4 separate regions of the Mus musculus genome follow, and all the other regions are linked to region 4. Evidence: chromatin contacts called from public Hi-C and HiChIP or PLAC-seq data. All regions are on one chromosome and are shown on one strand. Each heading gives the region's core, a stretch centred on a gene start, on an enhancer-like site or on the middle of the called end of the contact. The rest is flanking DNA. Distances are from core to core; before and after follow the strand shown. Region 1 has its middle 220 kb from the start of Mir21c. Region 2 overlaps A930035F09Rik (a long non-coding RNA gene). Region 3 has its middle 190 kb from the start of Mir21c. Region 4 has its middle 110 kb from the start of Mir21c.

Region 1 (4,658 bases), core at 1,743-4,242, 110 kb after region 4:
TTTTAGAGTGCAGAAATGACCCCCAGGCCCCACAGCTCTGTCCCTTTTCTTATGTATCATGCACTTGGAAGGCTGTCTTGTTAGCAATAGAACAGCATCAGCCCATCTCCTTCCCTTTCTAAGCAGACGGCGTCTCACTAGTCCAGATGTTCTTGATGGCAGCACTGAGGATCTGTGAGTTTTAGAAGATCTAGCAAGCTCCAAAGGATAGTTCCTTCATTCTCCACATGGCAACAAATTCCTACTTCAAATCGTGCTTGTTTAAACTATGATCTTCCCATCCAGGTACATCACTGTTAAGATGAGGAATCTGAGATTCTCAAACCTAAAATTACAGAGCAGGTGTTCACTGCTATACGGAATGATTTGTTCAAAACTCCTCTCAACGTAAGGTTCTGACTAAGGAAAAAGCCTGGTAGAAATTTCATGTTGTCTTTCATGGAACAAACTCTTAGCACAGCCCTCTCCCTCTGTCAGTCACTGCCTTTCAGTTCTCATATTTTTGGATGTGTGTGCAGGGGCACATATACACATATGTGTGTAGGGTGTGTGTGTGTGTGTGTGTGTGTGTGTGTGTGTGTGTGTGTGTGTGTGTGTGTGTAAAAGGTCAGCCTCAGTTGTCATTCCTCAGGAACTATCTCTCGTGCTTTTCAAACAGAATTGCTCACTAGCCTGGAGCTCATAATGAAGGCTAGTGAGCCCCAAGGACCTGCCTGTCTCTGCTTTCCCAGCAGGAGCTCATATCACCACACCCACCTTATCACGCAGGTCCTGAGAACTAGCTCATGTCCCTGTGCTTGGGCTACAGGCATCGTACTGAATGAGTCCTGTCCCAGCCTCTCTTCACTTTTTTTCCCCCTGACTATTCACAGAGAAAGCATTTCCCGATAATCAGAGGTTATCAGAACCTGACTCCTAGTAGCAATTTCTGGTTCATATGCCCAGGGGTCTGTTAGAGTGAATCACGGATTCATGAAGACGTGACCTCAGTAATTGGAAACCTAATCAAAGGGGTTTTCTCCTTCAAAGTTCTCACTCCAAGTTACTTCCTGTCTCCTGGCTCAGGTGTCACCCCTTTGAGTGAAGTTGTCGCTTGACTCGTTCATTTAAGCCACTGCCAGGTACCGTTTCCAGATAAGCAGACGATCCTAGCTGCGACAGGCTTGAATTAAACATCAAAAGATCACTTAGCCCTGTCTGTTGTTACAGGAATGGACTAGACAGTAAAAGACAGGCTTCAGAAGTATGTGCACTCTGCAGTGGTCCCCATCTCTCCACAGCTGATATACCCATCTGCCTTTTGCTTAGCTCCCATGGCCCCAAATTCCACTCTCAGTTAGCCCTTAGTAAACAGAAGGACTTCATTAGCTATTTGCAAAAATACATGTTTCTTTTGAACATATCAGATAAGAACTTAAATTCAATCGTTATATTCAATCTTTATTTTCTAAGTAAAATTTGTTACTTTTTATTCTACAACATGGGCCAGTCTTTCCACATCTGCCTATTATTATTATATCAAACCTGGGGTAGCTAGGCATTTATGTATGGATCAATAGCACATGGAAAGAAGGGGATAGCATAAATTACCTTCTTCGTACATGTTAGGGTCATTAGTTCCTGCTTCCTGTGAGTCCATTCTACTCTATCTGGTGTGAGATCTATTCAAGGGAGCATTAAGGTCTCAGCAGACTTGCCTGTCAGTTTAAACCAGAAACCATCTGTCTTAGTTAGGGTTTTACTGCTGAGAACAGACACCATGACCAAGGTAAGTCTTAAAAAGGACAACATTTGGGGCTGGGTTACAGGTTCAGAGGGTCAGTCCATTATCATCAAGGTGGGAACATAACAACATCTAGGCAGGCATGCATGGTGCAGGCATAGCTGAGAGTTCTACATCTTCTCCTGAAGCTTGCTAGTAGAAGAATTACTTCCAGGCAGCTAGGGTAAGGGTCTTAAGCCTATGCCCACAGTGAAACACTTATCCCAACAAGGCCACACCTCCTGATAGTGCCACTCCCTGGGTCAAACATATACAAACCATCACACCATCCAAAACACCCTTTTTGAAGTCAATTAGTTCTCACCACATTTTGAGGTAGACTAGCAAACACATAACTCAGGCAAGCTTCAAGCTGCTAAAGACTGATTTGGAACTTCAGATCTGTGCACCTCCTCCACATCCAAAAATGTTAGGAGGATTACAGGTGTATCATCATGCCTAGCTTAGAGTTATCTTTACTGCAGTTTACACATAAAATAATTGTGCAGATATATTGATCACATGGTTCATTTGTGACATCTTCAGCAGGTCTTCATAATGTGAGAAGAGAAAAGTTTTTGCTCTGAGGTTCTGACCAGGTGTCATCTTCCTGCCTCTTAGCCATGCCTCCTTCCAGGATGGCCCAAATTTGATATATCTATCACACAGGGGACACATTTCACTGCTCAGCAAATTGTCCCCAGGCTATTGTGAACAGATGACTTGAATTTACTATGCTGAGAAACCAGGTGATACATTCTCAGCATTTTGAGAGTGTTGGCAGTGGAAAGAGAGCTGCGGACAGTAACCGCTATGGTAGAGTGTCTTGGGGATATGTGTGATGGGGTGACCTTGAAAAGGAGGGAAGAATGCCGCAAGAAGCATGTTCACAATGAAGAGAGAAAGGAGACAGATCTGTCATCTGTGAGAGTAGAGAGGAGACTCATGGGGTGTACTTGATGGAAAGTTTTCCCAAGTTGGGAGGCCCCATTGGGTAAAATAGTAGAGTGAACCTGTGCCCTGGGACAGTCACTGACACCTTTGGCTTCTGGTGTGGGGTGCTTCTCATGCGATGCTGGCAGAAATGGAATCACTTGAGTAAGTAAAATCAAGCAAGATGTTTTCATCAGGGGAAAAAAAAATCACATGTCCTGGGTCAGCAAGATACTCAAAGATTCAGGAATAGAAAAGGGGAAGAAACCAGAAGTGGATGCTTTTGAAGCCATGGGGAGAGGAGGAAGCAGGGTGAGGATGAAAGGGAATCTAGACACTAGAAGGAAACAGACTTGGAGGAGCAGGGATGAAGATGGTAGATGATCACCTCTCTGTCACTTCAGTCTTGAGGGTGACCACCGCCACCCTCTGTGGCTCATCTGTCTCTGGGAGAATCCTTGAGTAGGGCATGGGGAACAGCGTTCACTCCCAGGAGCTTCCTGAATGGGCAGAGCTTGTTCTCTTCTCCACACTTCTCCATTCTCCACAGCACAGCTCACTCATGACTTTTCCCCAAATACCCTGTGCCGTCTCTCTCATCTCTCATCTCAAACCAAGAAATGAAACCACGAGCCCAGCTCCATCAAAGAATGAATACCTAACAAAGATTTAATTCTCACAGGTATCTCTGCTAAGGTAAAGGTCTTGTAAGCACACAGCCACCCTCCTGGGAACACTGGGGTCTTCATCTAAAGTCATGAGCCAATGGTTCTGTCCCATTGATGCTAAACCCAGAGATGAAAAAGAAACCTGGCCAGACTTGGAAGGTTACTGCCTGTAGCTCTTTACTTTGTATTTCTTTATTATTTTTTTAAATTTAATTTTCTTCAAACATCCACATATACATGCAAGTGGACATTCGCATGTCAGGGGTCAGTTCTGGGTGTCTTCCTCAATCATTTTCCACCTTGTGTTTTGGGACAGGGTTTCCTGTCTGTCTGGCACTTATTGCTTTTATTAGGTAGGGTAGATAGGTAGCACAAGAGATCCACCTGTCTCTGCCTCCTCAGTGCTGGGATTACAGGTATGTGTCACAATGGCTGTCCTTTATGTGGGTGCTGTGGATCAAACTCAGGTCCTCCTGCTTACGTAGCTAAGTACTTATCATTGAGCCACCTCCCAGCCCCTTCTCCTTTGCTCTTTTAAGGAACCCTCTCTCCTCTTTCCTGGAATATGAATCTTCATAGTGGTCCTTTTCCCTTCAATCTTTTATCAGCTGTCTATCTTAGATGGTAAGAGCACTCGTCTATAGTGCTTTCTGGGCTGACTGCAATAATTGTCTATGGAGCAATCTTAGCCCTCAGCCTGTGTTACCACACCTCCACTGCAGTCATCCATGAGATGGTGATTTTTCTATCATATGACCCTGCTAGGAGGCATGTCTGTCACTTGGGAGAGGTCATTAGGGATCCACACATAACTGGGATCTGTGCTGAGGGGACCACTCATATCATCCTATGTTTGGGAGAATTTATAAATTCTCGTGTATTTTAATAAACACTATTTTAGCCTATCTTTGCAACAACCCATGAGATAAGCACACATGATTTTTCTTTGCTGATGAGAAGAAATCTAATACCCAAGAAACATAATAAAGTATTCATCATCCCTGGCGCCCAGAACAGAATTCCACAGCCAGGGTGACTTAAACAGAAAAGCACAGCCTCTATTGCCATCTTCCAGATGCTCCACAGTGCAAGGCAGGGATGAAGGAAATTCTGAGAACACGAATCAGGGTAGCCCTGGGGAATTTGCCCGTCTGGGTCCTGTGGTGGGGGAGTAGGGGGCGGCTAGACACTTCCACATCCATCCAGCCTTTCATCAGCCACCTTTGACCAACACTAAAAGCCAGTTACCAAGAGAAGGGGGAGAGTAACTTCTTTCCTATTACTCCTCTCTGTTC
Region 2 (4,421 bases), core at 656-3,155, 75 kb before region 4:
GGGTTGCAGATCCCTTTAGCTCCTTGGGTACTTTCTCTAGCTCCTCCATTGGGAGCCCTGTGATCCATCCATTAGCTGACTGTGAGCATCCACTTCTGTGTTTGCTAGGCCCCGGCATAGTCTCACAAGAGACAGCTACATCTGGGTCCTTTCGATAAAATCTTACTAGTGTATGCAATGGTGTCAGCGTTTGGATGCTGATTATGGGGTGGATCCCTGAAACTTCTTATATATAATAGTATACCTTGACATTTAATCCTCTTGGCTTCATCTCCTGGAGTACAGATATGTGCTACCACATATAGCTTAAACACTAATATTTATCTTGAGTAAGAGATATATGACTTGAAGTCTACTGATTCTTTAGGTTCTATTTTCATTGATTTTTGCTATGTATTAGTCTAATTTAGTAGTTGTTAGCTTTCTCTTGTTGTTATGATAAGTTTGACGAAAGCAACTTAAGGAAAGAAGGTTGTTTATTTGATTTCAGTTGAAGGTTCAGTACATCATGGTGGGGAAGTCAAAACAGCAGGAGTGTGGGGCAGCTGGTCATATTATGTGTGCAGTCAGAAGAAGAGAACAATGAAAGCTCTTGTGCCAATGCTCACCTTATTTTATCCATCCATAAAATCCAGGGTTCTTCACTCAAGGAATGGTCTTACCCATAATGGGTGTCTCTATTTCACTTAATAAGATAAACCCACTGGCATACCCAGAGGCCCTTCTCTCAGGTGGATTGTGAATTCTGCCAAGTCAGCAATCCATGTAAACTGTCACAGTGGTATATATAGTTACCTTTGGAATATGTATGTTACACACAGGGGTTTTGCATGCATATTGCCTTGTATACGATCATTGTCTTAGAGCTTATGTGTCTAGGATGGCATTAACCAGGCTGGTTCTGGATTGTATATTGCTTAGTTTTCTAAGTTTTCTCCTTTGTCTTACCTATATTTTCTTTGTTTGCACATAACAGTTAATGTCTCATGTCTACAAAATCAGCTGATGTCACTATACACAAAACATCTCATTTAGGTGTAGTGTGCATTCTGTAACTTCCTCTTAGGTTATTGGTTCTCAACCTGTGGGTTGCAACTCCTTTGGGGGGTCAAATGATGCTCTCCCAGTGCCTAGGACCATTGGAAAACAGATATTTGTATTATGCTTCATATTGGTAACAAAATTATAGTTATGAAGTAGCAGTGCAAAGAATTTTATGGTTGGAGTCACCACAGCATGGGGAACTCTAATTAAAGAGTCAGCATTGTTAGGAAGGTTGAGAACCACCCTTGTAGGCTATCCAATCGCTTGTGTAATTTGAATTACAGATACAAACAAATGAATCAGTTCTTTCCTTTAGTTTCTTGTTAGATTCAAGGTATTTGCATATCCATTTTTTATCATTTGAACTATCTTAAGAAACAAATAAGAAACTTCTGATTTATAGGAATAAGAAGTTAAGTGACTTGTTGACAACAAAGAAGGAATTAAGACAACATTATATTCTATTAAAAATAATTATTTAGGGCTAGGGTCTTGGGAGGTGGTAGAATCCCATTCCACCTACAGCATTGCATAAATCCAGCATAGTGCTGCAATCCTAGAATCTCAGAACCTTAGAGGTAGAAGCAGGAAGACCAGGACTCCAAGCTCATCTCTAGCTATTTAGTAAGTTGGAGGCCAGCAGTTGTTTAATTTTCTAGTAATTGTTCTTTTCTTTTATTTTCTAGTAATTGTTATGTTCTATTGTTTTGCTGTGCAATGATTAAAGTAGTTAGGTAGTTGTCTAAACGTCATTAATTTATATTAGCAGGTGTTGAAGAGGCCACTGTAAGAGGATAAAGAAGTGGATGTCTCCTACCATCTGATCTGAGGAGTACACAACCTGTTCTGAAATCTAACCAAGCATGACTCTATGAAGGCCATTCCTTCTTGTCCCTTTAAGCCATCTCTCCCTGTGCCGGTCTCCATAATTTTGAATGATAGCTTAGTGTTCATTTATGGCTATGATTATGATTAAAACACAATTAATCTCTGATAATGCCCTGTCTACACTGCTTACTAAATCAGAACTTCCTAGGGCACTTTACTTTTATTTAATTTCTGCAGTAAATTCATGTGAGTCACCAGCACTGACGTTGGCTTGACTTTTCCTTTATAAAAGTTTGAGTCATTGTGTGGCACTGAGACAAATCCCTCCCAGTGTTTTAGTGGTCAGCTCTAAGCTGATTAATGGTGGAACATACTTAATGTATTTGAAACATACCTAAAAGATAGCTCATGACTGTTAAAGGAAGAGCCAGCCTTCATACAATTTAAGAGGCTCCTTACTCTGAAACCTGCAGACTATGTGCTTCTCTCTCATCCAAATTGTTTTAAAAATATTTACTTAAATATTCATAAAAGTTTTTTATGGAGATTCACAAAAATCCACCAACACTGACAGATATAAGACTTTGTTTCAGGGATAGGTGAGTAATTCAGTGATTTTTTTTTTTCAGGAGATCCCCTGAACTGTAGATGAGTTTGCTTCAAGGTTCTAAATGAAGCAAGTCATAAATAAATTGACCTTAAAATTCCCAAGGATTATTTTGAGTATTAAGGAACATTTGATTATTAGTGAATCTTGAAATACTAAATGGACCAGGTTAGAGTGGTTGGGCTTACACTGTATGGTCTCATTGCAGTTTACACGCAGACAGTTACCATCATCGGATGGCCTTCGTCATAATGAGGGAAGTGCTTCAGGCCATTCAGAATCAATAAGATACTGACTGTACTTGAGTTACATGAAGTCATCAACAAGGATGCTAAGAAGCCCCATCTGAACAGTTTGAAAATCTTCTTAATATGGAGTTCTTAACAGCAGATATAAGCATCTAATGAATTACCAGTTCATTACTGCTGCAGCCTGAGTTCAGTCTGCAGTGACCTACTCCCTGCTTGCCTGTTGTGCATTCACTGCTGCTGTGCTGACTCACAGTGAGCTGTGAAAGGCAGGCATGATTCCCATCATGCCCAGCAGGGCCTCCCCACATGCACATGCTCCACATATGGACCACATAGCCTATGCAGGGCAATAGAGTGCTGCTGGCCGTGGCTAGGTTCATTGCGGTTTGCAACATTCTTAATATATTAATTGGGTAATGTGAGGATCAATGGCTAATGATTAAAATTGATCAGAGGTGCATTTAAAGGTTCCTGGTGGCAAACTGAGTTTGTAGGCAACAGTGCAATTTTAGCTAATCTCTCAAATGTGCTCGTATAACTTGGCTGCATGGAAGTATCAGAGAGGAATCATGCACTCAAGAAGCAAGTGCAGTGCTACACATGTGTGTCACTAATGTGCAACTGTGATGATCTTTCCAGGTATGTTTCCATATTAAGTGCAGGGTAGTACTCAAAGAGCTTGAACACTGCAGCAGATGTCTGGTAGAGTTAGGGAAAGTTTTCTTTTTTTTAAAATATTTTTTATTATTATGTATTTTCTTCAATTACATTTAGAATGCTATCCCAAAAGTCCCCCATACCCTCCCCCCCCCCACTTCCCTACCCACCCATTCCCATTTTTTGGAAAGTTTTCTATAGCCCTGTTCTAGAAGAAAAAAGTTTTCATGCAAAAGAATGTATGTTATTCATATATATATTCTATTGATGGCTCTATCTTTAGCTGTTATCTATATCTACCATCTGTTTATCTACTTCTCATCTATCAATAATTTATATGCACTTACCATCTATCTATTCATCTGTCAATTATATCTTCTATCTATTATTTATCTATAAACCTGCCCATCATCTAGCAAGTTGTCTGTCTATGTGACTAACACGCATCAGACCCACTCATTTTCTCCACCACTATTCTGCAGATTAAAAGACCTAGAAATTTTATGTTAAAATATACACTAAAGGATGCACATACAATATAATTGGATAAAACTATCTTGACATGCAAGATTTTAAAAGAATCCTAAGGTGTATGGACATTTAAAGGGTAGGAAGATTAGCAACAAAACCACTTGTGAAATGACTAATTACCAAGCACTGTCTGAATGCTTTTCTCAGCCCATAGAACATTTCACCTGACAAAAGGCTTATCCCCCTCTTTAAGCAGAACACCCTTTTGGCACCTAAAGATGAATATCTACAAATATCTTTAAATAATATGTGTCATTTTGCCGTTTATGAAGTCAGTTCATATACAGATTAGGTTTTCTAACCTGTAGCTTTGAATTAGCATCGTATGAAATGCACCATCTCTGACACACTGTGGACGTATGTTTTATCAGTTCAATTATTTTAATGATAAATTTCCTTTAGAAACTGGAAGGATCTGTTGACAGACAAAACCAGAAGCTCACAATGGACTATTTAGACTTGCAAATGATGGAACATTTAATTATTCCAAAGTAGCATCCCCC
Region 3 (5,171 bases), core at 1,109-3,608, 81 kb after region 4:
AGGACTTGAGAGGGTAGAGTATCATACCCTGTTGAGGAAAGCAAAATGCCACAATGCTTTTGGAAAACAATTTTACAGTTTCTCAAAACGTTAAAGGTAGAGATGCTATGGAGTCGGGGGAGCTTCCTCCAGCTTCCATATTTCCTTAAGAAAAAAAGGAAAAGATTTGCACCTAAACTTGTAAACTAATGTTTCTGGCAGCTTTATTTGTAACAGTCCCAATTTAGAAGCAACCTAGATTTTTGATATCTATAGTGTCACATGACAGAATTACTACTGCACAACTGGTGGGAGAAACTACACTGAGCCCAACCACACAGACAAACCTCAAAGGGATTTATTCTAAGTGAGCAAGGCTAGAAAGAAATGACCCAGTGAGCCTATGAAACCCCAGAAAAGGAAGTAAGGCAGCAGGGAACTTTTTCAAAGAGATAGGTATAGTCTAGATATCCTGGGGTAGTGGGAGTTAATAGCTTTATCTAACTTAGTTATCTAAACTCGGGGTTAGTAGAACTTAGCTGAACATGGTTACACAACTCTATCATTGCAGTTACTCAGAAAGTTGAAACAGGAGGATTGCGTATTCAAGACCTCTAATTGGGTTACAGAGTGAGTTTAAGAACAGCCTGGACAGCTTAGTGAGACTGTGTTTCAAAATAGAAATCAGAAATATGCCATGGGATGTGGCTCAGTGTTAGCATTTGCTTAGCATATGGAGAGCCTTAGGTCCAATCTCCTGGCACTGCTGGGGAAAAAAAGATAAACCCCATTGAGTTTTACATGTATAATTGCTGATGTATATTGCCTATGAATCAAAGGAGCTGGTTTTTAAAAAGCAAGAGAAAGTATAACAACTTCAGGAACATGAAATGAAACTTGAAATGAGATTAATAAAAATTGACCCTTAGTTAATGGTCCACACATTCAATTCTCAGGCCTCTAATGGCTACCTTGAAAATGGAACTCTAGTCATTTGCAAAGTTTATTGTTCTTGATCCCAAGACACCCACTCCCTCTGTGCAAGACTCAGTAGACACTCTTACTGATGCTCATATTGTTAAAGGTCAGTGATGGAAATGACTTTTGGGGATAGCCTTTGAAATGCTCTGTAAGCAGGCCTTTACTTTCTAAGACGTTTTAGTCTGATTACATTTGGACTAACTGGAGACCAGAGCATATGCAGACCCCAAGATTTTTCTCCTGAGCACAGTGCTTTGCTACATTGAAAACGAGCTCAAGGTTGCATGTTTTAAGCACAAAGAGAGATGTGCTATTTAATGTTACATATGACAGAGACTCCCTAAACCTGAGCACAGCAGGTAGCTAGAGCCAGAAATTTTCTATTTAGGAATATGAACCATTCTAAGAAGGTTAACTATGAAGATTGTTCAGTGGTAAAGTGCTTGTCATGCAAACATGAGGACCTGAGTTTGATCTCCAAGCATGCTGTCATGTGCCTGTAATCCAGCTGGAGAAATGGAGATAAATATATCTCCAAGGCTCTCTGGCCTGCCAGCCTAGAGTACTCAGTGAACTGTAGGCTAATGAGAGACCCCATCTCAAGAAGCAAGATGGTAGCACCTGATGAGCAACACTTGAGATTGGCTCTGGTCCCCTTAGAATTCATTTACAAGCACACACAAACACACACACACACACACACACACACACACACACACACACACACACACAGAGAGAGAGAGAGAGAGAGAGAGAGAGAGAGAGAGAGAGAGAGAGAGACTCAACTTCCAAAGAAAGAACTCTAAGAAGGGACCACTCTTCTAGTTTTGCTTTTCAGTATCTTTCTCCCATTGTATTTTCAACAAAGAAAGCATAAAGAGTTAATGGCTTTTAGCTGTCACCTTCTTTGCAGCCTTTTGGAGACCAAGAAGCTTTGACTAGATGTACACTTTTTGGAGATCTAAATGTTCTGAGCACTGAGATATGCCAACACAACTCTCTTAAAGATGGTGATAATTTTAAAAGTCAATAATTCATAGCTTAAAGTGCATCAATAATTTATAAAACTTGCTCGTGTGTCTATGATTGTATGTTTACCTCCATTTCAATGTGTTAACCATCTGCATTTGACATCTTTTTTTGAGCATAATATTCTCCACAAATGACCTGTTTGCTTCCTCCCATATCATATTGGCTTGATATTGCTTCATTAAAATAGGACCAGCGTGAGCTGAGGAAATGACTAAATTGGGACAGTGCTTGTTATACAAGGATGAGGATCTGAGTTTAGAGACCTAGCATCCAAATAAAAAGATAGGCAGTAGGCATGGTGGTATATACTGTAATCCTAGCCCTGTGTCTTAGTCAGTGTTTCTATTCCTGGACAAAACATCATGACTAAGAAGCAAATTGTGGAAGAAAGGGTTTATTCAGCTTACACTTCCACATTGCAGTTGGTCACCAAAGGATGTCAGGACTGGAACTCAAGCAGGTCAGGAAGCAGGAGCTGATGCAGAGGCCATGGAGGGATATTGCTTACTGACTTGCTTCCCCTGGCTTGCTCCCCTCCCTCCTTGATCACTAGTTGAGAAAATGCCTTACAGTTGAATTTTATGGAGGGAGGCATTTTCTCACCTGAAGCTCCTTTCTCTGTGATAACTCCAGCCTGTGTCAAGTTGACATAAAACCAGCCAGTATACCCCAGGAGACAGAAACAGCAAGACCTTTAGGGCTTTCTGGCCAACCAGTCTAGCTGAATGAGTGAGTTCCAGGTTCAACAGGAGACATTTACATCTGGCCCCAAGAGTACTTGAATGGCTCAATACACCTATGTACACTTGAACACAGATACTGACAGTCACACACACCCACAGAGGCACATACATAGACAGACACAGGGTGAGTCATGATTTTTGTCTGCCAGAACCCTTCTAAACACTGCCTTTATTTCAACTACCCATGTTTTTTTACAATATTGTGACAATAAAATGAATAACATGTAGTAAATAGTACCCAGGTGAGGACAATAAAGTAGAGATGTTTATGACTATCCCAAGATCACAGGGGGTACACAGCAGAGCTCAAAGAAGTCTATGTTCTTCTAGTAGTTATGGGAGTGATGATGTCAGCAGCTGGCTATCAGTCATATGTAACTGCCAGCACTGACAGGTTAACATGGACCAACTCAATGTCACATTCATGCTGGCTTGAGGGACATTATAGGAACATGAATGTATGAGGCATGTATGTCTTTATTGCCATCCAAGAGTGTAGTATATCAACCTTGGATTTGATCTTGACAAGTACTGTGTTGTGCTCCAGGGCACAGATGTTTAAAATTGGTGTCTCTGGAACTAAAGAAATGGCTTTAGAGTTAAAAGCACTAATTGACCTTGCAGAGGACCTGAGCTTGTTTCCCAGCACCCACAATAGCCTCTACCTCCACCTCCAGGGCATCCAACACTATCTTCACAGCTTCACACCCTTACATGTAAATGAACATAAATAAAGTTGATTTACTGGGAAGTTGAGCACATATGATAAGGGCATGCTTCCTAAGGGTCAATGACATGGAGGTGAACTAAGAGCTACTCTGTACGAGGATGGGATCTGGTTTCCTAAGAAGGGACATACTGGTGAGGATATAGCTCTCCAGTGAGGTGCTTCCCTAGCATTGCATGAGATTCTAGGTCCAGTTTCCAGAACTGCATAAACTAGGTATGCATAAATAGGTATGCATACACAGGTATGGTGCATGCCTGAATTCCTAGTACTTGGAAAGCAGAGACATGCTATGATCTCAAGTCTCCTGAGGTTTGCTTTCTTCCAAGGAATTAGCTGCCACTGGGTTCATACACTCAGACCATTGAAACCCTCTCAGCCAGGATGAACTTGTTCCGGTTGCTGACTGACTACATGTCAGTGTTTACAATCAAGCATAAAAGGTCATTATTTTTTTCCAGTTGTACATTGTGTGTGTGTGTGTGTGTGTGTGTGTGTGTGTGTGTGTCTGTGTGTGTGTGTGTGAGAGAGAGAGAGAGAGAGAGAGAGAGAGAGAGAGAGAGAGAGAGATCATGTCAGATAGAGAGAAATAGTGCCATGTCTTTAAGACCCATATTGAGTCCTCAGAGTGGCGTTGCCTATTTCCACATAGATGAGTAAGCTCCATCCTCATTTCCACAGCTCACTAGATAGACCTGATTTCTTTGCTTTGGACAGAGCCCAGGGAACTCTTCATACATTCAGCACAAGGGTTAGCTGCACTGGATTTGCTTTCAAAGAGCTCTGAGAAGTTAATCTGATCACAGGCACTCCCTTGATTTGCATGTTATTGACTTGAGTTGCTTACCTGTGTTCACCTGATAACAGGATCATCCAGGCAGACTTCTGTAGCCAGCCAAATCCTCTAGTCCCTGATGTCAGCTGGAAGCCAACAGTTTCTGCCAGGATTCTGGAAATGAATTGCCTTGATTCTTCCCAAATGGCAGGACCACTGTGACCAACAAAGACCAAGGAAGCCAAACCCAGCTGCCAGGGGTAACACAAAAACCATGGGAACTCATCTCTCTCTATTCTGGCCAGCACTTGTCCAAGGTGGGATATGTATTTCTCTGTCTCACAGCATGCCCCCACACAGCTCCCCTGAGCTGAGCATAGGTCGCCAGTCTCCTTTGCTCAGATACTTGGTTCTGCAGATGACAGCTTGCCATGTTCATTAGGCTCAGTGCCACAAGTTAGGTGGGTCCTAATGTGATCCTGGTTTCTCTGGTCCATGGGATGTTCATGTACAAGGGTTAGATTGATAACAATGTCCTTAGCATCCCCTGCTTCTGTCAGAGTGCTCCTCAATAGAACAGAGAGCCCAAGCATAGTTTGGGGTCTTGTGTTTAGCTGTCAAACATTTGACCTAGGATGCTGCATGCTGGATCTTTTAAGATGTGTTCCAGCTACAAGTTGACAGGCAAAGCTTATCCCAGAAGAAGGCCATCTTGTTCCCAGGTTCAATAGGATCTCTGGGGCCTGGGCCTTCACTGTCTTCCCAGGCTCCTCTTATCTTAGGGCAATGCACGTTTAAGTTTTTCCTTACTGGTGTGTATTGTGTGTTGAGCATATCCCCTGCCCTTCCTTCTCTCACCTGCCCTCCTCCCATCAGCTTGCTTTGTTCCCCTAGACAATTTCACATCTACTCATTTAATCTGTGTGTATATAGT
Region 4 (4,927 bases), core at 534-3,033:
TCTCTGAAGTGAATGCAGATTACCATTTTAATAATGTGCAGTTTTGTTAAATGTTAATAGTGGCCCTGAGTTCATCCTGGCTCACAATTTCTGAAAGGCAGAAGATTCACCTTGGAATTGAGCATCCATGAGAAAGAATCCATCAAACAAATGCATCCCTCTTCATCTTGGGCTAATTTTATCCCACAGTCCCTGGCTATCTGCAAGCTGCCTAAGTGATTCACGGTGCATTTTCACATTGCTTTTTATTCAAAGAATAAACGTGAATTATCTTGTTTACTGTCACCACAGCTTGGCAATTATTATTAGCTCCATCTTATATTTGGAAAAATAGAAGTTCGAGATCCTTCAAGAGTCACAGTTGAGGAGAGACAAAGAGCAAATCTCATGGGGAATACTCACAGGACTTAGACTTCATAGGTGTTTCAGATAGAGATGCTCCCATCAATGATCATCCAGCTAACCTCATCATTTTGAGGGTGAGGATGGGGATGTCAGGACTGTTCCAGTGTTCTATTTAGCAAACTTAAATACTCTCGGTTTCATTTCCACTTCCTGAGTTTGAGATGAGAATACTTTCAGTAGCTGTTTTCTAATAATAGGACTCTCATAACCGCTAATGGGATTGTGCCAGAGTGGGTGGAAGCCTCAGTGTAATGTCTAGCTAACGTATATGCCAGTCATGCTGAAGAGGGCACTGGGTGGGGGCTGAGCCAGACTACCATCTCTTGTAGGACATTTGTTTGCTTCCTGTAAACGGGCCTCAGGCCTGCTTTTGGATCAGTATCTCTACCTCTAAAATTAGGTGTTGCACTAAATCTTTAACGTTCTTAGAGTCTTACGTGCCACCGTTCTCACTTTCTTTATATAAAATTTTCAAGTGCATAATATACACATATGTCATAGGAATGCAAATTTGCAGACACTATAGAGAGAGGGGGGAAAAAGCAGAAAGTAGAAATGGAAGATTCCAGGGCAGTTGACTATATTTCAAGGTAAGTGTTCTCTAAGGAGAAAAATGATTCCATTCTTCTTAATGTGCTTTTTAGAAGGCGATAGATTCTGGGCACCTGGTATCTTGTCTATTTCCTTTCCGGAGTTTTGAAGTTTGTTCTTTGAAAGTGGTATCAAAGTCTGTCACCTGATGTGGTTGTTAGGTTCATTGTCAACTTGACACAGACTAGAGTCATCTGGGAAGATAGAACTTCAGTTGAGAAAATGGCTCCATAAGATTGGCCTGTAGGCAAGTCTGTGGAACATTTTCTTGATTAATGATTGATATGCAAGGACCCAGCTCATGGTGGGCCATGCCATCCCTAGGAAGTTAGTCTTTAGTTGTATAAAAAAATCAACTTGAGCAAGCCTTAGGAAACAAGTCAGTAAGTGTTTCTCCATGTTCTCTGCTGCAGTTCTTGCTAGAGTGCCTGTCCTAGCTTCTCTTTATAATGGACTGTGATTGAGATGAGTAAGCCAAAAAAAACTCTTCCCTCCCCATGTTTGTTGACCATGGTATCTGTATTGTGGCAGTGAGAAGCAAACTAGAACACCTGGTTATTGTGGTTGCTTTGCTCATGGGAGGACTTAGGATATGTAACTCCATCACACTGAAGAAGGAAAGGGCAGACTTGTTTCTGAATGAAGTTCCCTGAGTTCATCTGCACCGTGGAATGATGACTTGGTTCCACAACACTCATCAGCTATGCTCCTGCCGTCACACATGGAGGAGTATGAGGTTGTGACTCAGTCCTACCACATTCCTCTAGCAAGGGTCCCACGCCATCACAGATGGGGGAGTATGACTCAGTCCTACCACGTTCTTCTGGCAATGATCACAGCATTGCAGATGGAGCTCTGTAAGCCTGACTCTAGAAAAGTGTGAGTCAGGATGAATTATGAGAGTCGGCAGGCCTACAAACACTTTCTTTAATAATTAGCCTAAGGTGAAGGGGGGACTAAACTCACTAAACTCCCATTTCATACCACCCAAACCATGTACTGCTAATATCTGACTGAGCACAGAAATCCATCTTCAGGTGATGCGGCTTAAAACCTCATTTGTAAAGCACAGCCTGAAGGGCTTCCAGCAAAGAGTGAAGGGCTGTAAACACTGCTTTTGGGCTCCATCATCTCTTTGGGGGACACCATAGGTCACTGATCAGAGCCTTACAGCTGTGGTTGAATGCACCTTGGAGAGAGCCCATAGGCAAACACAACATGGGTATATGTTCCCAGAGGGAAAGGAGAGTCCCTCATCATACACACAAACTCTGTGCTTTCCTTATACAGGCTCACAAAAGCCAAAGTGCAGAAAGCATAATGTCTCCATAACCCTTCAATGAGACAAAGTGAGGTCTGTGTCACTGCCTTGGCAGGTTGGTACTCAGATGTAGTAATTGAACTGTGCAGACAAATCCTTATCCATGCCAGTTTAGAAACCTGCTTTATGAAGCTATTGGGAAAAACTCTCAGGAAAAACAGAAACAAGAATCTCCTAGTCTACCTGTCAATGTTTGTTGTGTATCTACAGTCTGGAGGGAGTTACTGTGAGGCACACTGGGAAGAGCTAAGTATGTGGGGTAGTTCCAGCTCTTAGAATCTTCCAGTCTAGCTCAAAAGGCAACATAGCTGAACAGATGATCCTGGGAAGGGCATTGCAAGTAAACAAAAATGATGAGTTGATGGAGCTCAAAGCAGGAACTGTGAAGGGGGTTGTAGAAGTCAAGAGATATTTCTCAGAATTGGGCTGGAGATAATGATCATTTGGCACAGTGCTTGTCTAATGAAGGTGTTCACCCCTAATCCCTGCACTAGGGAGTCAGAAGCAGGAGGAGCACAAGTTCAAAGTCATCCTTCCAACATAGTGAGTTCAAGGATGCTTGAGATCCTGTGTCAAAGACTCAAAGAAGGCAGAGGAAGGGCAGTGGGAAGGTGAAAGGTAGAGAAGGAGAGAGAATGTGGGGGTAAAGGAGGAGTGATGGAGAGTGAGAAGAGGAGGAGAGGGAGAGATGAAGAGCTTTACAGAAAGAGGGAAGAGAAGGAGAAAGAAAGAGAAGGAGAAAGGGAAGGGAAGAAGAGGGGTCAGCCATGGAGCATGTCTTAGGAGGAGCTGAGAGTGTGGCTGTATAGTAGACACTTTGTGTGTGACCTGGAGACTTCTCTACACTCCTGGGCAATGACTCTGTCAACTTATGTCATTTCCCCTGGACTTGTCATGGTTCATTTATTTTTCTTTTTGAAATCCCTGGATTCTACAGAAAAGGTCATCCAGCAAAATCTAAGACTTCATCTACCTAGTGCTTTGTGCCACAGAGCTGAGGTGGAGCCTTCAGAAAAAGTCACTGAAACCATGTACCAGTCAATCAGTGCAAGGATTTGGTCTATCAGGTAGCCTCTAAACTCCAGGGTCAAATGAAAAGAAGCCAGCTCTCAGATGGGCATGGCCTAGCTCTCCATCATACATGCCATCAGACATGGGCTAGTTCAGTGGAGTCAAGCATTGACTCCAGTCTGCATCTGCCTTTCCCCTTTCCTTGAGGAATGTTGAGAACTGGGCACTAAGAACTGAAGTAAACATCAAGATAAACCAATGTTCAACCCACTTGCCTCAGTATAATGTAGAATTCTGGGCTGCAGCTTTGGCTTGTTAATAGGACTGGGCTTAGAAAATCATGGTAAGCATTCTCCCTTCCCTCATTCTCTCTGCTCTTCACCTTCTTATCCCTATTTCCTTCCCTTCTACCCTCTCTTTTCTCAGTTTTCAATATAGCACACAAGGTCAAGGGTTTCATGATGAAAATTTCACACACATATGTCACACACTTTGCCAACCTATTTCCTGTCTGCCTTTATATCAGGTTGATGATCTGTGTGCATAACTATGCACACACACACACACACACACACACACACACAGAGCAAGACAGTCAGAGAGAGACAAAGAGTATATGTGTGAGGAAGAAGATATGAGATTTATCTTTCTGAGTCTGGCTTATTTTTCATCACATATTCTTTCTCCTGTTTTCATTCTTTTGTTCTTTCATTTATTCTTTTCTCTTAGTAGACACTGGTGTTTGTCAGGCCTGCATTACAGTGGGGCTCTCTATATAGAAATGAAATATTGATCCCTTGTCTCTGAGACTCTGCATGCTCTGCTCCCTTCACACCACAGCCATGACCCAGGTCCAGCTCAGGAAAATGCCCAGGGGATTGAAATCCCCTGAATGGCTCTTCAGCTGAAATTTTTCCTACAAAAGCATCTGACGGTTTCAAGAATGAGAAGGGATGGACTTTTCCCAGCAAAGATGAGTACAACCCATAGTGCCAATTTCTCTCTTCCCACCCACAAAGTTGGTCAGCACTGGATCATTTGGGTACCACAGGTATGCAGAAGAGCCTGGGTGGCCAGCAGGCAGTGGCTGGGAGATTCTCATTGCTACCTAGCATGTGTTAGGCTCTCAGACCAAAATAGCAAGAACAGCAGCATGAGAGCCAGGGCTGTGTGGGTCCCAGGCAGAAAATGAGCAATACATCCTGGGTGACAGGGCCAAAAATCATTAGCCTAAACTGAGCAGGAGGTCTGGGGTTCCTGGAAGCTTGTCCTTCATAAAGAGACTATGCATTTTGGTCGCTAAGTCTGGCAGATGTCCTTTAACCAATTTTTAAAAAGCTAACATCACTGATATTTGGACAAGGTGACATCTAAAGACTCCTGATAGGGTTCCTTGGGAAAACCTAAAGTCACTTTTGTGAGATCCTGCCAAAGTCCGTGACCACCTAAGCAGGAAGAAATATCAGAGAAACTGAACAGAAAAACAAACTAGAACACTCCAAAAGGTCAAAGTCAGGAGAGACAGAGTAGAGCAAAAAGATAGTTTCAGACTCAGAGGACTAAAGAGGTATGATGGAAATGAGGTGGATCAGGTCGCTA

What was found. A called contact is a pair of places that touch in the nucleus more often than the background predicts. HiChIP or PLAC-seq counts read pairs in DNA pulled down with a chosen protein or histone mark.
Region 1: an H3K4me3 HiChIP or PLAC-seq map of bone marrow-derived macrophages shows a contact between it and region 4, with 2.1 times the contacts expected there. The contact joins two enhancer-like sites. A contact is called at or near these places in 1 of 484 Hi-C or Micro-C datasets (bone marrow-derived macrophages) and 3 of 115 datasets of contacts at active chromatin or transcription factors (bone marrow-derived macrophages and embryonic stem cells).
Region 2: a contact with region 4 is called in an H3K27ac HiChIP or PLAC-seq map of embryonic fibroblasts, with 18 read pairs. The contact joins two enhancer-like sites. A contact is called at or near these places in 1 of 15 datasets of contacts at CTCF or cohesin (the NIH/3T3 cell line), 5 of 484 Hi-C or Micro-C datasets (the C2C12 cell line, the MC38 cell line, the N1E-115 cell line and 2 more) and 3 of 115 datasets of contacts at active chromatin or transcription factors (bone marrow-derived macrophages, embryonic fibroblasts and microglia).
Region 3: a contact with region 4 is called in a Hi-C map of bone marrow-derived macrophages, with 60 read pairs. The contact joins two enhancer-like sites. A contact is called at or near these places in 9 of 484 Hi-C or Micro-C datasets (Th1 cells, bone marrow-derived macrophages, cortical neurons and 4 more), 4 of 115 datasets of contacts at active chromatin or transcription factors (bone marrow-derived dendritic cells, bone marrow-derived macrophages and embryonic fibroblasts) and 1 of 9 other capture datasets (bone marrow-derived macrophages).

What each region holds. Positions count from the first base shown.
Region 1 is chr8:128,058,390-128,063,047 of GRCm38.p6, reverse strand. No RefSeq gene overlaps it. Among named protein-coding and RNA genes, the nearest start is that of Mir21c, 220 kb to the left of the region's middle. Within about 2 kb of position 2,992, at least 8 of the 459 cell types and tissues checked have an H3K27ac peak or open chromatin away from gene starts, as enhancers often do. A contact at or near this core is called in bone marrow-derived macrophages, where this site is marked.
Region 2 is chr8:128,237,740-128,242,160 of GRCm38.p6, reverse strand. The region is part of intron 1 of A930035F09Rik (a long non-coding RNA gene); the gene reads left to right. Among named protein-coding and RNA genes, the nearest start is that of Mir21c, 38 kb to the left of the region's middle. Within about 2 kb of position 1,905, at least 31 of the 459 cell types and tissues checked have an H3K27ac peak or open chromatin away from gene starts, as enhancers often do. A contact at or near this core is called in the MC38 cell line, bone marrow-derived macrophages, embryonic fibroblasts and 1 more, where this site is marked.
Region 3 is chr8:128,081,193-128,086,363 of GRCm38.p6, reverse strand. No RefSeq gene overlaps it. Among named protein-coding and RNA genes, the nearest start is that of Mir21c, 190 kb to the left of the region's middle. Within about 2 kb of position 2,358, at least 8 of the 459 cell types and tissues checked have an H3K27ac peak or open chromatin away from gene starts, as enhancers often do. A contact at or near this core is called in bone marrow-derived macrophages, where this site is marked.
Region 4 is chr8:128,161,992-128,166,918 of GRCm38.p6, reverse strand. No RefSeq gene overlaps it. Among named protein-coding and RNA genes, the nearest start is that of Mir21c, 110 kb to the left of the region's middle. Within about 2 kb of position 1,783, at least 69 of the 459 cell types and tissues checked have an H3K27ac peak or open chromatin away from gene starts, as enhancers often do. A contact at or near this core is called in the MC38 cell line, bone marrow-derived macrophages, embryonic fibroblasts and 1 more, where this site is marked.